Linked DNA regions of Mus musculus: regions 1 and 2 are each linked to region 3. Evidence: chromatin contacts called from public HiChIP or PLAC-seq data. All regions are on one chromosome and are shown on one strand. The core of a region is the stretch at or near the end of the contact, and the rest is flanking DNA. Distances in the headings are between cores, read along the strand shown. Region 1 holds the start of Ngb (neuroglobin). Region 2 holds the start of Gstz1 (glutathione transferase zeta 1 (maleylacetoacetate isomerase)). Region 3 overlaps Sptlc2 (serine palmitoyltransferase, long chain base subunit 2).

What was found. HiChIP or PLAC-seq counts read pairs in DNA pulled down with a chosen protein or histone mark.
Region 1: a contact with region 3 is called in an H3K27ac HiChIP or PLAC-seq map of embryonic stem cells, with 6 read pairs. The contact joins the promoter of Ngb here to the enhancer-like site in region 3. A contact is called at or near these places in 3 of 39 promoter capture datasets (the HPC-7 cell line, liver and stem cell-derived epiblast-like cells), 1 of 484 Hi-C or Micro-C datasets (bone marrow-derived macrophages), 1 of 115 datasets of contacts at active chromatin or transcription factors (embryonic stem cells) and 2 of 9 other capture datasets (embryonic stem cells and pancreatic islet).
Region 2: a contact with region 3 is called in an H3K27ac HiChIP or PLAC-seq map of embryonic stem cells, with 9 read pairs. The contact joins the promoter of Gstz1 here to the enhancer-like site in region 3. A contact is called at or near these places in 11 of 39 promoter capture datasets (the 3T3-L1 cell line, 3T3-L1-derived adipocytes, the C10 cell line and 7 more), 11 of 484 Hi-C or Micro-C datasets (the 63-12 cell line, ECoMG-derived neutrophils, bone marrow-derived macrophages and 6 more), 8 of 115 datasets of contacts at active chromatin or transcription factors (the 230-238 cell line, bone marrow-derived macrophages, embryonic midbrain and 2 more) and 4 of 9 other capture datasets (adipose tissue, liver, macrophages and 1 more).

The regions. Positions count from the first base shown.
Region 1 is chr12:87,101,022-87,105,862 of GRCm38.p6, forward strand. It overlaps Ngb (neuroglobin), which reads right to left and starts at 1,518. Exons shown (of 4, transcript NM_022414.2): 1 at 1,151-1,518. The coding sequence starts at 1,239.
Region 2 is chr12:87,145,337-87,150,307 of GRCm38.p6, forward strand. Gstz1 (glutathione transferase zeta 1 (maleylacetoacetate isomerase)) reads left to right here and starts at 2,371. Exons shown (of 9, transcript NM_010363.4): 1 at 2,371-2,508. The coding sequence starts at 2,494. Pomt2 (protein-O-mannosyltransferase 2) reads right to left here and starts at 2,566. Exons shown (of 21, transcript NM_153415.4): 1 at 1,835-2,566. The coding sequence starts at 2,292. It overlaps Gm6566 (predicted gene 6566), which reads right to left. Exons shown (of 3, transcript NR_136901.1): 3 at 4,139-4,971.
Region 3 is chr12:87,314,566-87,319,644 of GRCm38.p6, forward strand. The region is part of intron 9 of Sptlc2 (serine palmitoyltransferase, long chain base subunit 2); the gene reads right to left. Among named protein-coding and RNA genes, the nearest start is that of Ism2, 17 kb to the left of the region's middle. Within about 2 kb of position 3,541, at least 9 of the 459 cell types and tissues checked have an H3K27ac peak or open chromatin away from gene starts, as enhancers often do. A contact at or near this core is called in embryonic stem cells and stem cell-derived epiblast-like cells, where this site is marked.

The sequences.
Region 1 (4,841 bases), core at 268-2,767, 220 kb before region 3:
AGGTAGGCATCTCAAACCAAAATCTAGGAGGAACCTTCCCTTTTGGATCAAAACTTCTCAATGCCCTTGTATCTAAGGCTTAAACGGGCAATAGCATCAAGAACACACTCCTTGAACTACTGAGCACTAAGTATTTCCCATGTGGTTAACTGTGATTGAGCACTGCCCCCCCCCCCCCCATACAGTTAAGCAGTGAGTTCAAAGGAAGAAACAGAAGCTCAGAGAGTTTGTTAAGCAAGCTGCCTTAAGTTACACAGTAAAGCCACAGTGGGTATCAGAATCTGGGGGAATGAGTTTAGAAAAATACAGTTGGCACAACCAAAAAAACTTCAGCCTCGCTGGGGAGAGCTTGCATTTTTGTGTAACTCTTTTGTGTCACTGAATTTATTCCCTTTCCATCTGGAAGAGGCTTTGTAAAGTCCTGTTTGAAAGTTTTGAGCTGGCCTAGGGAGCTGCGATGAGGGAGTGTGGCCCTTTGGTGACAGAGCCTGAGGTGAAGCTGAAAACCAGCAGGCTTTCTGTGGGGTGGTCTCTCTCTCTCTCTCTCTCTCTCCCTCCCTCCCTCCCTCCCTCCCTCCCTCCTTCTCTCTCTCTCTACCTCCCCTCCCCCCCCGGGGGGGGGGCGGTGAGACTGGATGCCTCCCTCCTGGAGCTTCTCTGGTCCTAAGCCTGTGCTTTCTCATCTTACTGGTAGCTGAACTTGAGTTCTCCTGGGCCAGGACTACATGGTCTCCTTCCATTCGAGCGGGAACGGGGTCCGTTCTACCGTTCTAGGTGCCTGCATACACTAACTAGCCCTTTGAGTCACTCATTTCCTCCTACCGGCCCAGCTCCTGTGAGTGGCCCTGCATTTACTAGCCACGGGACACTGAGATAACAATGGGAGGAGAGTGGGGGCATTGCATCTACCTGCCCACACTGTGGGTGCTGGTAAAGGACCCCATCGGACCTCAACCAGTTCAGATAAGAGCTACTGCTATCCGGGAAGAGCAGATGGGACAGCACCACCTGTCGCTGCGCACACACCCCTCTCTCAGAAGCACCACAGCAGGCGGGCAATTTCTCCTCCATCAGTGACAAGCCAAGCAATCTCGAGCCCACTACGGTTAGGCACCCCTTCACTCGCGCCCCAGTGCCCCGCAGCTCTCACCTGGCGAACAGGACAGTGCCATGTTCCAGAGGGCTGCGGCTCACTACCCGCCAGCTCTGCCGGATCAGCTCTGACTCCGGGCGCTCCATGCTCTCTCTCCCAGGAGACTCGCGGGACGCAGTGATGGGACCCTCGAGGCGTGGGTGCAGTCAACGCACATGCAGCGCCATCTCCTCGGCGACGCGGGGGAGCCCCCCTCCAGGCCCAGTGCCTTAGTTGGGTGGGGCCCAGCAACTGCGCCTTTACTGGTCCAGCCCAGAGGATGCGCACGGCCAGCTTGGCCTCGGGCGCTTCCGGGGACCCCGCTTGGGCAGCTGCGCCCTACACCCCGAAGCTCCCAGAGAACCGCCCATTAAAGCTACGGTGGCTCCCACCCACTCTGGCCCAGTGAGGCTTGCGCGCTCCCTCTGCACCCGCCTTAGGAAGGTACTACCCGAGGCCTGGGAAATGTCCAGGCTTCAGAGTCTAACAGAAATTGCCGAGCCTCTGGGCTTGTTTTAGTCTTGAAAACTAATGATATGACTGCTTCTCTGGACTGGCTTGTGCCACATGCCTGTAATCTCAGCCTTGAGAGGCAGAAAACTGAAAGGATTAATACCAGTCTGGGCTACATAAATTGTGTCATTCCCCTCCAGTACTAAGTAAATAATCACTTCCTATTTCTGATGAAGCGACTGGGAGGCCCAGTGTTCAAGGTGAGTCCCATCTCTCCACTGAAAAACTCTCGGGTTTGCCATCTCCTGGGCTCATGGTCTCCTGTCTTCTCTAGAGTTCAGCTAGAGGGACCTAGGTCACCAAACTGGTCTGCCTGTCTGTCCTCTGCTCAAACCCTGGGTACTTGCACAACTTTGGGTTCACCAAAGCTCTCTCTCAGTTTAAGGGGCAGAGGCCAAAACATAGACATCTCCAGACAAGTGTGGGCTCCAATCTCAGGTCTGTTGGATCACCTCAGCCCCCAGACAGTAACTAGTAATGCGCTGCGTACACATTCATGGAGTTAACGTCATGTTCTGCCATCGCACGACCTACTGAAAATGGTGATATGAACCCCAAACAAGTAAACCCCCAACACCCTCCAAAGTCAAAACTAAGAAACGAGGTGCTGGGGATGGTCCAATGGGCATCCTTTCAGCAATTGTGAACACACACATACACAGAGCTGGAGTAGTGGTCTAATCCCAGTACTGAGGAGGCAGAGGCAGGCAGATCTCAGTGTGTTTCAGGACAGCCAGGGTTCTGTAGAGAAACTGTCTCAAAAAAAAAAAAAAAAAAAAAAAAAAAGAAGAGGCCACCTGACTCTAATAGGAGCACTGAGAGTTAGAAAACTGTAGGATTTCTAGGGCTCCGCTAGCAAGACATTGACCTCTAAGGACAGTGAGAGACTGTCCCAAAAAATTAGCTGGAGCAACTGAGGAAGAAACACAAAACACTATTTTCTAAACGTAGTTCAGGTAGGTCCTGTGTTTGCCACTCGGAGTGTGCAGCTGGCCACCTTCCAGGTAGCTGTGTTGTTCTCTTTCAAGCATGACTGTTCTTTCCAGGGGCCCAGGCTTTGGAGGACACACTCCCTTTATCTTTCACTATCTTTGAGTCTCTTCTGCTTCCTCAGATGTACTGGAAGGGATTGAGTGGCAAGCTCTCTCTCCACAGTCCTTATCGAATGGATATAAATCAGTGCCCTTGGTTTTCAGTTATGAGCAGACTGTGATCCCTCGGACAACCCCATGTTAGATGTAGAGTACACAGACCATGGCTTCTAGGACTTAGCCTTTTGTCCTGCTCCAACCAAGTTCCATGGAAACATCTACTCACCCTCTCCTGAATGACATCTGAGCACAACTTACTTGGCTCTTCCCCATCTCTTTCGTATCTCTGGTCCCTGTTCTGCAGCAGGAAAGTAAGGCTTTAGGACAGTCTGGCAAAGAGCCTGTGTCCTAATGACTTCAGAAGACCCCAAGCAAGAGGACAAAAGGATAGTGTTTTCTTAGTGCACCTGGCTGGTCTGCACCTTCCGCTCCACCCAGCTTATACCTTCCTGGAAGCCCTCACTCAGGACCCTTCTGGCCTCTTCACGTAACATCATCTGAGGTTTGAAGAATTCATGGGAGTAGTGGACTTATGACCTAAGTGGAAGAACCAGAACCCAAACCCACAGCTCTGAGCCAGAGGTCACAGAAGGATTTGGTGTGCTCTAATCTCTGCTCCCCTTGGGAAAAGGCTAAGGATCTGGTGTAGCCTAGGCAGTCAAGGTGAGGTACCCCAACCACTGATGGTCTCAATTCTATTCTGAGGGGCTGAAGAGGTTCTTTCCTCCCTGTGGGTTACACAATAGGTTAAAATCTAGGATAGTTTAAGTGTTCTCTAGTCAGAGCTGTCAATGTATCATTAATGTCTTTAAAGAGCTAGCAGAGCCGGGTGGTGGTGGTGCACACCTTTAATCCCAGCACTTGGGAGGCAGAGGCAGTCGGATTTCTGAGTTCGAGGCTAGCCTGGTCTACAAAGTGGGTTCCAGGACAGCCAGGACTATGCAGAGAAACCCTGTCTCGGGGAGAAAAAAAAAAAAGCTAGTAGATTGGGCTTGTGTCCAGACACTGTGACCACTAGCTGTATCTTCCCAACTGCCCTGTGAAGGAGATGCTGTTTATATTTTCATCTTAGAGATGAGGAAATGGGAGGCAAGGTTAGCTGGCCAGTCACAGAGTTTAAAAAAAGAAAAGGTGGGGCCAGAGTTTGCCCCCAGTTCTGACCATCTGGCTTACTCTCCCTACTGCCTCCCTCAAATGAACAGACCACAGCCACCAGCCATGCCCATAGTTCAGACTGAGCCAGAATTACTGGGTCTGAGTCAGAACTCATGCAGCGTTAGAGAGCTGGCTATGAATCTCTTCCAAACTTCTCACTCAGGGACATCAAGTAAGTAACGTGAAACGGGCCATAGAGGAAGTTTGCACCACGGAAACTGGCAAATACACTGGGGCTTAGTTTTGCCCCCACAGGAAATCTGTTATTAAATATCTACCTCCACTGGTTTGGGTACCCCTGGGGGAACCCAGAAAGCCAGGGTCCTAGCTAAGCTGTGAATGTACAATGCGAAACGTATAAAACATCGGGCTGAACTATGATGCTTCCCAGCTGTGTCCCAGCCTCTCCTCAGTGTCCAGGCCTAGCAGGCTATTCCAGGCTGGAGGAGCTCCAAAGACCCCCTTTTGCATCAAGTCCTGCCCTTGATTATCTAATTGTGGGTCATTAGGTAAGTAATGTAATCTGTCATGGGCACAATGGAAACCAGAAAAGTATCTTCCTTAGGCCTTCAGGAGGACTAAATGTCACATGTATCAATGATGTTAACTAGTCAGCTGGTAGCACATGCCTTTAATACCAGCCCTAGGGAGGCAGAAGCAGGCTGATCTCTGAGTTTGAGGCCAGTCTGGCCTACAGAACAAGTTCCAGGACAGGCAGGGCTCCAGAGAAACCCTGTCTCAAACAAACAAGCAAACAAACACCAAATCAACACACACACACACACACACACACACACACACACACACAACCCAAACAAACAAAAAACCCACCCCCAAATCCAAAAAGACAAAAAAAAAAAAAAAAAAAAAAAAGGATATTTACCAAGCTATTGCCCCTCACAGACAATTTAGTTCCTTTCTGACGTGCCTGTCCCTGGCATCTTCTATCT
Region 2 (4,971 bases), core at 1,121-3,620, 170 kb before region 3:
AGCTATGCCCATACAATCATGGAGGCTCAACCACTCCATAATACTGCCTTTGAGACTTAACCAAATCAATGCAGTGGTGGTCTACATCACAGTGAGTGATGGTCCACATAAAACTGAACTGAATGACCTGCATCTCTTCAGGTAATGTGTTAGTATTTAAGGAATAGACATGGGATGTGCATTTTAATTACCGCCAATGATACCAAAGATCAGAATCAATCGAAACTGCTTTGCACAGGTCATAACTGGTAGACTGTTCTTAGACTATATTCATACTGCTGGCCCCTCATCAGGACTTATTTGTAAGAGGCTGAGTCCAGGGCCCATCACCCCCCTGCTTGGAGTTTCATTGACAGCAGCCGTAATTAAATCATATGAGACAAACTGAACAGATGTGGTTTCTGCCTCTGTCAGCCATGCTGATCTGAGTAGCTAATAGAGTTGTGGATTAACATGAAACATCTGCCAGAAACCAAGGCAATGCATGATGGAGGGGTAATAAAGCCAATTGGGAGAGAAAGCCCTTCATCAATGTCCTGGACAGCCAGGCAGTGGTGGTGCACGCCTTTAGTCCCAGCACTTGGGAGGCAGAGGCAGGCGGATTTCTGAGTTTGAGGCCAGCCTGGTCTGCAAAGTGAGTTCCAGGATAGCCAGGGCTATACAGAGAAACCCTGTCTCAAAAAACAAAACAAAACAAAAAACAATTCTCTCTTTCTCCTCTAAGTCTAACCCCAAAGCCAGATAAGATTCAGACGGGCCACCTAAGACAAGTGGCAGCTGATGATGGACAACCACACGTGCCAAGAATGTACCTAGGATGCCCTAACTGCATTTGACCTGGGCCATTTCTTAGGGCTGTGCTTGCAATAAGAGATATGGCAATGTCTCCTATGAGAACAGAGCTAATTAAGGCTTGTGAGTGTTAAAATAGATTTCCCAAACTCGTTAGTCCTTGGCCATTATGTAACCCACTGTGGGTACACCTATCTCTTTGGGATACAGTCATGTATAGTAGGATTTGACAGGGGGTGGAAGAACCTAACTCTAAAGGTGCTGATATTCATTCCCCTTCCTGTGATTACGCCTTTGTGTTTAACCCAGTAGTTACAGCTCCCAACAGTCATAAAATGCACCTAATTTATTAATTAGCTTCACAGTAATTTATTAGTTTCCTATAGGAGCAGCCCTGTCAGTGTGTTTGCTTGCTCTTGAGTAAGATCCACTTGTGACACCTTCTATGCTAAGTTTCTGTTTGGTGATATAGAGAAGATAAAACATCCCTTCCAGCTAAAGATCAAGTAACTCTGTGAGCTTGGGAAATGGAATTGAACCAAGCCTCAAGCCACCATCTGTATCATACAAAGTAAGGCCTAGAAAATAATTCTCACAGGATAACACCAGACCTGTTGCTCAGAATCTGTGCCGCCATCTCCCGATACCCAAACTATCCTTACTCTATAGGAATCTTTTTCTTTGAAAATCACGCTTTGGGAAAATTATGTTCTACGAATTTACTAATTTCTCAGCCAAGTTCAAAGAACCTCTGAGTATCACCATTTTAAAGCCAGGTGACTAGAAGACATGAGGACAACTCCTGCAAACTCCGAGTGTGGGACCCCCACCAGGGCAAACCTATTCTCCGAGGTTTGACACACCGGAAAGCTTTCCCCAGCCACCCCCTACTCCCCTCGAAATACAACTGAGTTTCTCTACCGCCAAGGACCTGTCGTGCCTCCGATGAATCCCGCCCACTTCGCGCCCTCAAGCCAATCAGAGGGTGGCGTCACTCCCTCTCAGTTGCCATGGTGCCCGCCAAGTCCTTTCCGCCACTTACCAGATGTGAGCAGGCTGGTCCAGCCGGTGAAAGCGGGTGGCAAAGGACAGCAGCGTCACCACAGCCAACGTGGCCCACCACCCTGCCGCCTGGAAGCGCCGCGAGCTCCAAGCAGGCCGTTTAAGTTTCCGTGCTGCAGCCTGGGGGACCACGTCTCGGCTCACGGCTCTGGCAGCCTGCGGCACACAGCGGCCCCTACGGGGACGCAGCTCGGAGCCCGCTAGGCCACCGCCTATGGCCGGCGGCATCCTCCCCTTCCGAAGGATCACCCTCCGGGCCGGAGGCACGCCGGGTCTTGTCCGCTGCCCCGTCAAGGGGTCATAAGAAGGCGTCTCGAGGTGCCATGGGATTTGTAGTTCCCTCCGTTTGCCGCGGAGCGCCGGGCCCCGGGCTCTGGGCGGGGCGGAAAGTGTGGTGGCCGCCCGGGCAGCTAAGAGGCGGCCTGAGGCGTAGAGCATTGCGGGAGGCGGAGGGAAACCAAGGACTGACAAACTCGAGTCGGCTCATGAACTACAACTCCCAGCAGCTCAGGGGGCGGGGGCGGGGCCAGCCCGAAGGAGGGAGGCCATCTAGTCCAACCTTCGCTCTCTGGACCCCGCTAGGCCTCAGTCATCTTCTAGTCCCGAGAGCTGACTTTCTTGGCCGGCCGACCGGGCGAGATGCAAGCCGGGAAGGTCTGTGCCCCACGTCCGGGGATGAGGGTCTCTCCTGAGAAACGCGGAGAAGAGCTGTGGGGGGGGGCGGGGCTGAGAGCTCGCTTCTTCGCGTGGCGCCACAACGACTCCCGGCGTGCACCTCGGCGCCCGCTCACTCTACACCTGCGCGCTGGCCGCTGAACCTTATGGTGGTGGTAGATTGGGCCGGGAAGGCTAAACTTGGAAGCTTTTGAGGGGCGTCCAATCGCGCTTTTCCCTGCTTCGGGTAGACAGACCTCTTCTAGGGCTTTCAAACATGGTTCCCTACTTTGCAGTTTCGCGGCGCCCTTCGTATGTCTCTCAGGGGACCTGGTGGTCCAGGCATGCACCAAAGGCAAGGGGGAAAGATGTGACTCTTTAACGACGTTAATAATCACTTGTAGTATCTGCTCAGGTTTCTAGTTTTGTCGGTTTGGCTCTAAGAAACGATCTTGCTGTGCAGCCCAACCTGACTTTGAACTTTGACTCTCCCGCCCCCGCCTTCCAAGTGCTGGGATTCCAGGCTGTGGCATATGGAGCGTCCAGGGTTTAAGTCGAACTTCTTTAGTCCACCCTAGAGCCATTTGTATTTAAGCCATTGCTGGAATGGAGCTGCGAGTGTGTTTTATAAGAGACTTAAAATTGAGTCTCTTAGGAGGGCCGATATGTAGGAAGGCGGCACATTAGATGCAAAGGACATTGCATCCGGTTAATATAGATTTTCCACATACAGATGTGATTTTTCAGGATTTTAATCATGTAAGAAATGGTATAAAAACAGCTAGGGATGTACGCAACTCTGACGTAGCTCCTAGCATGGGCCGAGTCTCCCACAACAGAAAAACTGCAAATTTAAAGTCGCCAGAATGCATGTTTGAGTTGGAAACATGATCCTTCCCGGTGCTAATTAAACGGACATTCTACTTGATATTAAAAAGTAGCTGTTCAAGTGCAAAAATCGCCAGGTGGTTTGCTGTTAGTGCTTAGCTGTGATTTCTCTCCCTGTTTATCTAAAAGCACATAGGAGACAAGCCTCCAGATGCTCTGCAGAGAGGGTTAGGATTGTCTTTATCAGGTTAACTGATGTGGGAGAGTGACACCATTCCCTGGGTTGGGTCTGGCTGGGCCCATAATAAGGGGGAAGTCAGCCAAGCACCAACACACAGCATTGTTCTGTTTCATGCTGTGGATGCATAGGTTACTTACCAGCTGTTTCAGGCTGCTCTTCCCCCAAACCCCACCCCACCCCCACCCCAGGTGACTTACTACATCTTGAATTATAAGCCAAAATAAACCACTCTTCTTTAGACTGCCTTTGTTGGGGCATTTTATCATAGCAGCAGGAAAAGAAACTAAAATGATATATAAGAAAAAAAAATAATAATAGATGTAGGGTAAGATTCCAGCTGGGTGATGGTGATGCATGCCTTTAATCCCAGCACTCGGGAGGTAGAGGCAAGCGGATTTCTGAGTTCGAGGCCAGCCTGATCTACAAAGTGAGTTCCAGGACAGCCGGGGCTATACAGAGAAACCCTGTCTCGAAAAAGCCAAAAAAAAAAAAATTCTGTTTCCTGCTGAAGGGCCATGGGGTGTCGCGCCCACCTCAGCCAGCAAGGAAGACACGACATGGTCAGATTCTTCTCAACAGCCTTTATTGCAGGAACACCTCGATGCTGCTACCGGGACAGGGCACCCAGGGAGGGCTGCTTATATACACCCTAGCACAGGAGAAGGCTCCATGGCCCCCCAGGATTGGTCAGTCTGCCTGCATCTAATTTGCATGTACCTGCTCAGGAGGGGTCAGGCTAGCACCTGCGCAATGGTGTTGTTTACCACAAAGGCACACAGAAAGCCTGCGCCATCTTAGAGTTGGCTTCCTACATCTCCCTCTTTTTTCTTTAATGAAATGAGGCTGGTCTAGGCCTGGGCAAATCTGTCCATGGCCAGGGCTCCTGTCTTAGGTCGATCCTCTAGTATCACAGCCTTACCCATCATAGGGTTATCCTATGATGGCCTCCAGGCCCCTTCTCTTAGGTTGGTCTGTGCATGAGGAAAGTTGCCCGTCTCTGGATACCATGGATCTGTGTGACTACAACTGCCAAATGACCTAGGGCGGACTCTTAATTTTTTAAAGAGGCCAGCCAAATATTGGGAGATGCACCATCTTCAATTGCCAACAAAGCTTGGTAGACCACTGCTTTATGTTGAGCATACTCTCTTTTTAGTTGACACAATAGCCAGATGCAGAAGACACACCCCAGGAGGACCACTGTCCCCCAGGCCAACATTCCTGCCCACTCCTTTAAAAAGGAGAAGGCATTGGTGATCCAGGAGGTGAAGTCTCCCAGGGTGACAGGGTCGGGTCGAGTGCTGTTGAGTTTGGCAATCTGGAGGAGCAACTTTCTGCTCTGCTTTGGCTGACCAATTTCCTTTAAGATAAGCAATTTTCATGTCAGCCTTTCT
Region 3 (5,079 bases), core at 2,291-4,790:
CAAGTGTTATAGTAACGTACAAAATAAAGGTTAATGGCTAAGAGCTGAAGATGTGGCTCTGAGGTAGAGAACTTGCCTAACATAGGCACTATAACTCTCCCTTCCCCCCACTTTTAAAAAAAGATCTATTTATTTTATGTATATGAGTACACTGTAGCTGTCTTCAGACACACCAGAAGAGGACATCAGATCCCATTACAGATGGTTGTGAGCCACCATGTGGTTGCTGGGAACTGATCTCATGACCTTTAGAAAAGCAGCCAGTGATCCTAAACACTGAGCTATCTCTCCATCCCAACTACACCCCTTTAAAAAAAGAAAGAAATGGTGTCATTTGTGAAGTTCTGCCATCTCAGTCACAGCACCTCATTGTGCACACCCTCGACAGTGAGGAGGACACTTATCACCGTCATTCTATACTCTAGGAGACTCACCTTGCTTATTGCTACCAAGTACGAAGAAGCACTGCCAAAAATAGAATCTGGGTCTCCCAACACCAACATCATTTCAAGCTGCCATGGTGCAAACACTTTCACAAATCTGAACATTGACACTGTCAGTTAGACCTCAAATTCTGAGTCACTTTGTACTGCTATCTCCATAAAACCGTCACCAGATAGCAAGAGCCTATCTAGTACAAAACTATCTAGCTACCCTCTAAAACACAAGTTGGCTTTGTTTTGGTTGTTTGGTTTTGGTTTTTCTATGTAGCTCTGAATGACTTCAAACTCAAAAGATATGCTGACCTCTACCTCTGGTGGGATTAAAATATGGTTTCTAATTTCTAATTGAATAAATAATTAGTGAAGTATTGAACATTACATTATGATCAGATGGCCAAACAAGACAACAGTTTTGAAAGACTAACTTACAGAGTACTAAGAATATGTTTTTCTTCACAGTAAAAAATATTGATAACTAAGAGAGAAGGCTGGAGTAATTTTCTCATGTTAGAATTCAAGGATGATACAGTTCATAAGGTCATCAAGCAGTCAGATGCACAGGTTAACTCCAGTGTCCTTAGAGTTAGAACACTGACTTATCGACCACTCGTGGAAAACTATACTGGATAAGCTGGATACACATAGCCCCAAATGAATATCCTTTATATAAAACAATTTCAGGTTGATCAGAGAAAACCCCTGAAATTTAGATTGGACTACTCACCCTGAACACCAAGGACCACTAGGTAAGTTACACACGGACCTAACAAAGAACAAGAGCTAATAACAGGTGTGTTGTGTTATATAAGGATCCCGAGAACTGGGTTCTCAGAATTACACATCCTGATTTCTTACACTGTGAATAAGATGCTTGTTCTATCTCTTAACAACTTTATTAATTGGCTGAAAAAAATTTGTGACAGGATTTCATGTTTTAGTTGGGGATTTTATTTTATTTTATTTTATTTTTTTTTAAGATTTATTTATTATTATATATAAGTACACTGTAGCTATCTTCAGACACACCAGAAGAGGGAGTCAGGTCTTGTTACGGATGGTTGTGAGCCACCATGTGGTTGCTGGGATTTGAACTCTGGACCTTCGGAAGAGCAGTCGGGTGCTCTTACCTGCTGAGCCATCTCACCAGCCCCAGTTGGGGATTTTATTGCTGTCTAGAGTCTGCACCCTGAGCAAGGCAACTCTTTATTTTTGTGTGTGTGGTGGAAGATGAAGAAGGAGCTCCCTTTGTAGACCAGGTTAGCCTCAAACTCACAGAGATCTACCTGCCTCTGCCTTCTGAGTGCTGAGAGTAAAAGCCTGGCTAAAAGGAAGCATTTAATTGGGGGCTTGCTTACAGTGTTAGAGGTTTATTAGTCTTTTATCACCATGGTGGGGAATATGGTGAGGCAGGCATGCTGTTGGTACAATAGCTGAGAGCTTTAACATCTTGGTCCTTAGGCAGCAGGAAGAGAACCACTGGGCCTGGCATGGGTTTTTTGAAGCCCCAAGTCCACCTCCAGTGACACCTTCTCCAAGGTCTCAATCTTTCTCAGTCATCAAATGGGGACTCTAAGCATGCAAATATATGAGCCTTTTGGGGCCATTCTCATTCAAAATACATATATTCACTACACACATACTCTAAGTATCTGAAAATGACCTCGAGTTTCTGAATCTCCTGATTCTACCTCTAAGTTATTACAAGTGCTACCATGCCAGAGCAACTTCAACCAAGTGAACGACATCACCGGCTTCTTCCTTCACTTTTACAGGAGACTTCTACTTCCACCCTTGCCTTCCTTAATACTGGGACAAGATTTACCTTCCTTTAATAGAAAGCTGGACAAAACACCACAGCTGTCAGACACAGGGCAACAAGAAATGTTGAAAATGTTCCTTCAGAGATGGAAGCAGGGTGAACCTTCAGGTACTTAATGCTTACAGGCAAGTTCCAGGTTGCTACACAAAGAAGGTGGACCCAATCTTGTCAGTTGAAATCAGAATTGGAGAGGTCAAACTGATTAGGACTTTGTTGGGCAGTAAGTAGAAGAGGAGGGAGGTGAGCTTTGGCAATACCAGAACTGCACATGTATAAGAAGAAACTTCCAAGGATTGGGAAATTCTTCCAGAAGGCAGTAGCTCCAACAATTTCTGGCACTTACAAAGAGCTCACAATAGTTATTCACCCACGAAAATAGAAAGATGGCACAATGCACACAATAGCCCACAGAAGAATGTCGCTTTAGTAGTGGAAGTAAATTAACCCTAGAATGGGCTGGGTATTGGGTATGTTGGCCTATCCCTTTAATCCCATCACTTTGGAGGCAGAGGCAAGCAGAGATCTCTCAGTGTGAGGCCAGCCTCGACTACAGAGCAAGTTCCAGGACGCCAGAACCATTATACAGAAAACCTGTCTCGAAAAACCAAAAGCCAAAGACTAAGTCTTGATATACCTTAACAAACCTCAAAAGTAAGTCTCAAATGGATTTGATTCTCAGAGCAAAGTTCAGTGATACTGAAGGGAATACAACAAAATAGAGTATCAAACTGGTAAAGTATATGACAACCAAGAAAACTGTAGGCCAACAAACAGGCTAAATAATATGCTCATATGACTAAGTGGGAAGTCAAAAAACAAAAACAGACCAAAAATGACAAAGAGTATTAGCAAACAAGGATGCTATGATGCTATTGAAGTTATAATGTGTAGGTTCAAAATGGTAGCCATGCTGGACATTCAGACCAGAGGATGGCAATTTCTAGGCTAGTGTGGGCCCCCACAGTGAGACCCTCGCTCAAAGAGAAAACAAAAGCAAAACCAACAAATGAACAACCCAAAAACTACGGTAAGAATAGAAAATAGTTTTTAAAAAGAACAAACAAAATCTACCACAATCTTGCTCTGCAAAGTATGCTAGATGAAGACAGAAGTAAGATTTCATGCTGCATGAATTAGAATGGAATCCTAGAGGACAACTGTAGAAACAAGAGATCAAAGGTGGTCAAAAAGAGGGACTGAGGCAGACAGCCAGGTGTGGAGAGCTTTTGGGGCAGCCTTTTAGGAATTTGGCAGGAATTTGACATTGGGCTAGGACAAAGAAGTAGTCCTATACAACGGAGGAATGTGTTCTTTGTATTTTGATGGGTCTTGTTAAGACCCTGAATACAGTAATCAAGGGACCTTTGTTCAAGTTTTGTTTGTTCCTTGACTACTTAGTTTATGCCCTAGGACTGATTATATTCTTTGTATGTACCTAGAAAGAAATAAAAGCAGACTGAGGAAAAACAAAAAAACAAAAAAACAACCTTGCTTCAGCTTCTAAACTGGCTGGAGTTATTGTATTGTGTAGTCTAATTATCTTTTTCTTTTTAATCCTCACTCTCTCCCTTGAGACCTTGTTGACTGACTGAGCTGGCTTCATCAGCTAGGGGACATAAGGGTGTTTTGGGAGATGATGAGAATATTCAGTGCCCTGATCATGGTATTGTAAGATTATGTTTTTGTACAAATTTGTAGAGATATATACTTAAAAAGTTGGTGAATTTTACTATTGTGCATAAATAATACTTCATTAAAACTAAGTGATGGGGCTGGAAAGATGGCTCAGCGGTTAAGAGCACTGACTGTTCTTCCGAAGGTCCTGAGTTCAAATCCCAGCAACCACATGGTGACTCAAAACCATCCATAAAGAGATCTGATGCCCTCTTCTGGTGTCTGAAGACAGCTATAGTGCACTTAGATATAATAATAAATAAATCTTTAGGCCAAAGCAAGCAGGCCGACCAGAGCGAGCAGGGTCAAAAGGTCCTGAATTCAAATTCCCAGCAACCACACTATGGCTCACAACCATAAGTACAGCTACAGTGTACTCATATACATTAAATAAATACATCTTAAAAAAACAAAAGTAACATATTTGTGTATTAGTATAATCTTTTTTTAAAGAAATTTACATATAATCTTTTGCCTTATCACAGACCTACTAGCCCTATCACCAATCAACAAGCCCTTTATTAAGGTTTGAACATGAACTGTCCCCACAATCATGGCTTTGTATGCTTAGCCCCTAGCTGATGGTGCTATTTTAAGAGATGTTGGAAATTTTAGAGGCGGTGGGACCTAGTTGGAGAAAGTAGGTCATAAGGGCATGCCTTACCCTCCTTGCTCTCTTAAACTCTCACCTTTCTTACTATCATCTCTAGCCTTCCTTCTCTCTCCCTCCCTTCCCCCCTCTCTCCACGTGGCCATGGCCAGCCTCTCTTTCTAGAAAGAAACCTTCTCTCTTTCTCTCTAGTCAGAAATGGTATCATCTGTTGCTGCTTTTTTTGAGACAGGTCTTACCTTGCAGCCCAGACTATGTAATACAGACTGTCCTCTAAAGTATGCCTGTCACACCTTTATTACGTTTAGCCAGACTGGTCTGGAACTTCCCATGATCCTCAGGCTGGCCTTAACCTTGAACTCCTCCTGCTTCTGCCTCCTCAGCGCTAGGATTACAGAAACCTACAATACATCCAGCCTGAAATAGTCTGATTTTATCCTTAAAAACAAAAATGAAAACAAAGACTTATCAGATGAAGTCTTTAAGCTGCCATCACATTACTGGCTCAACACACTGAATTCTAACAAGCATAA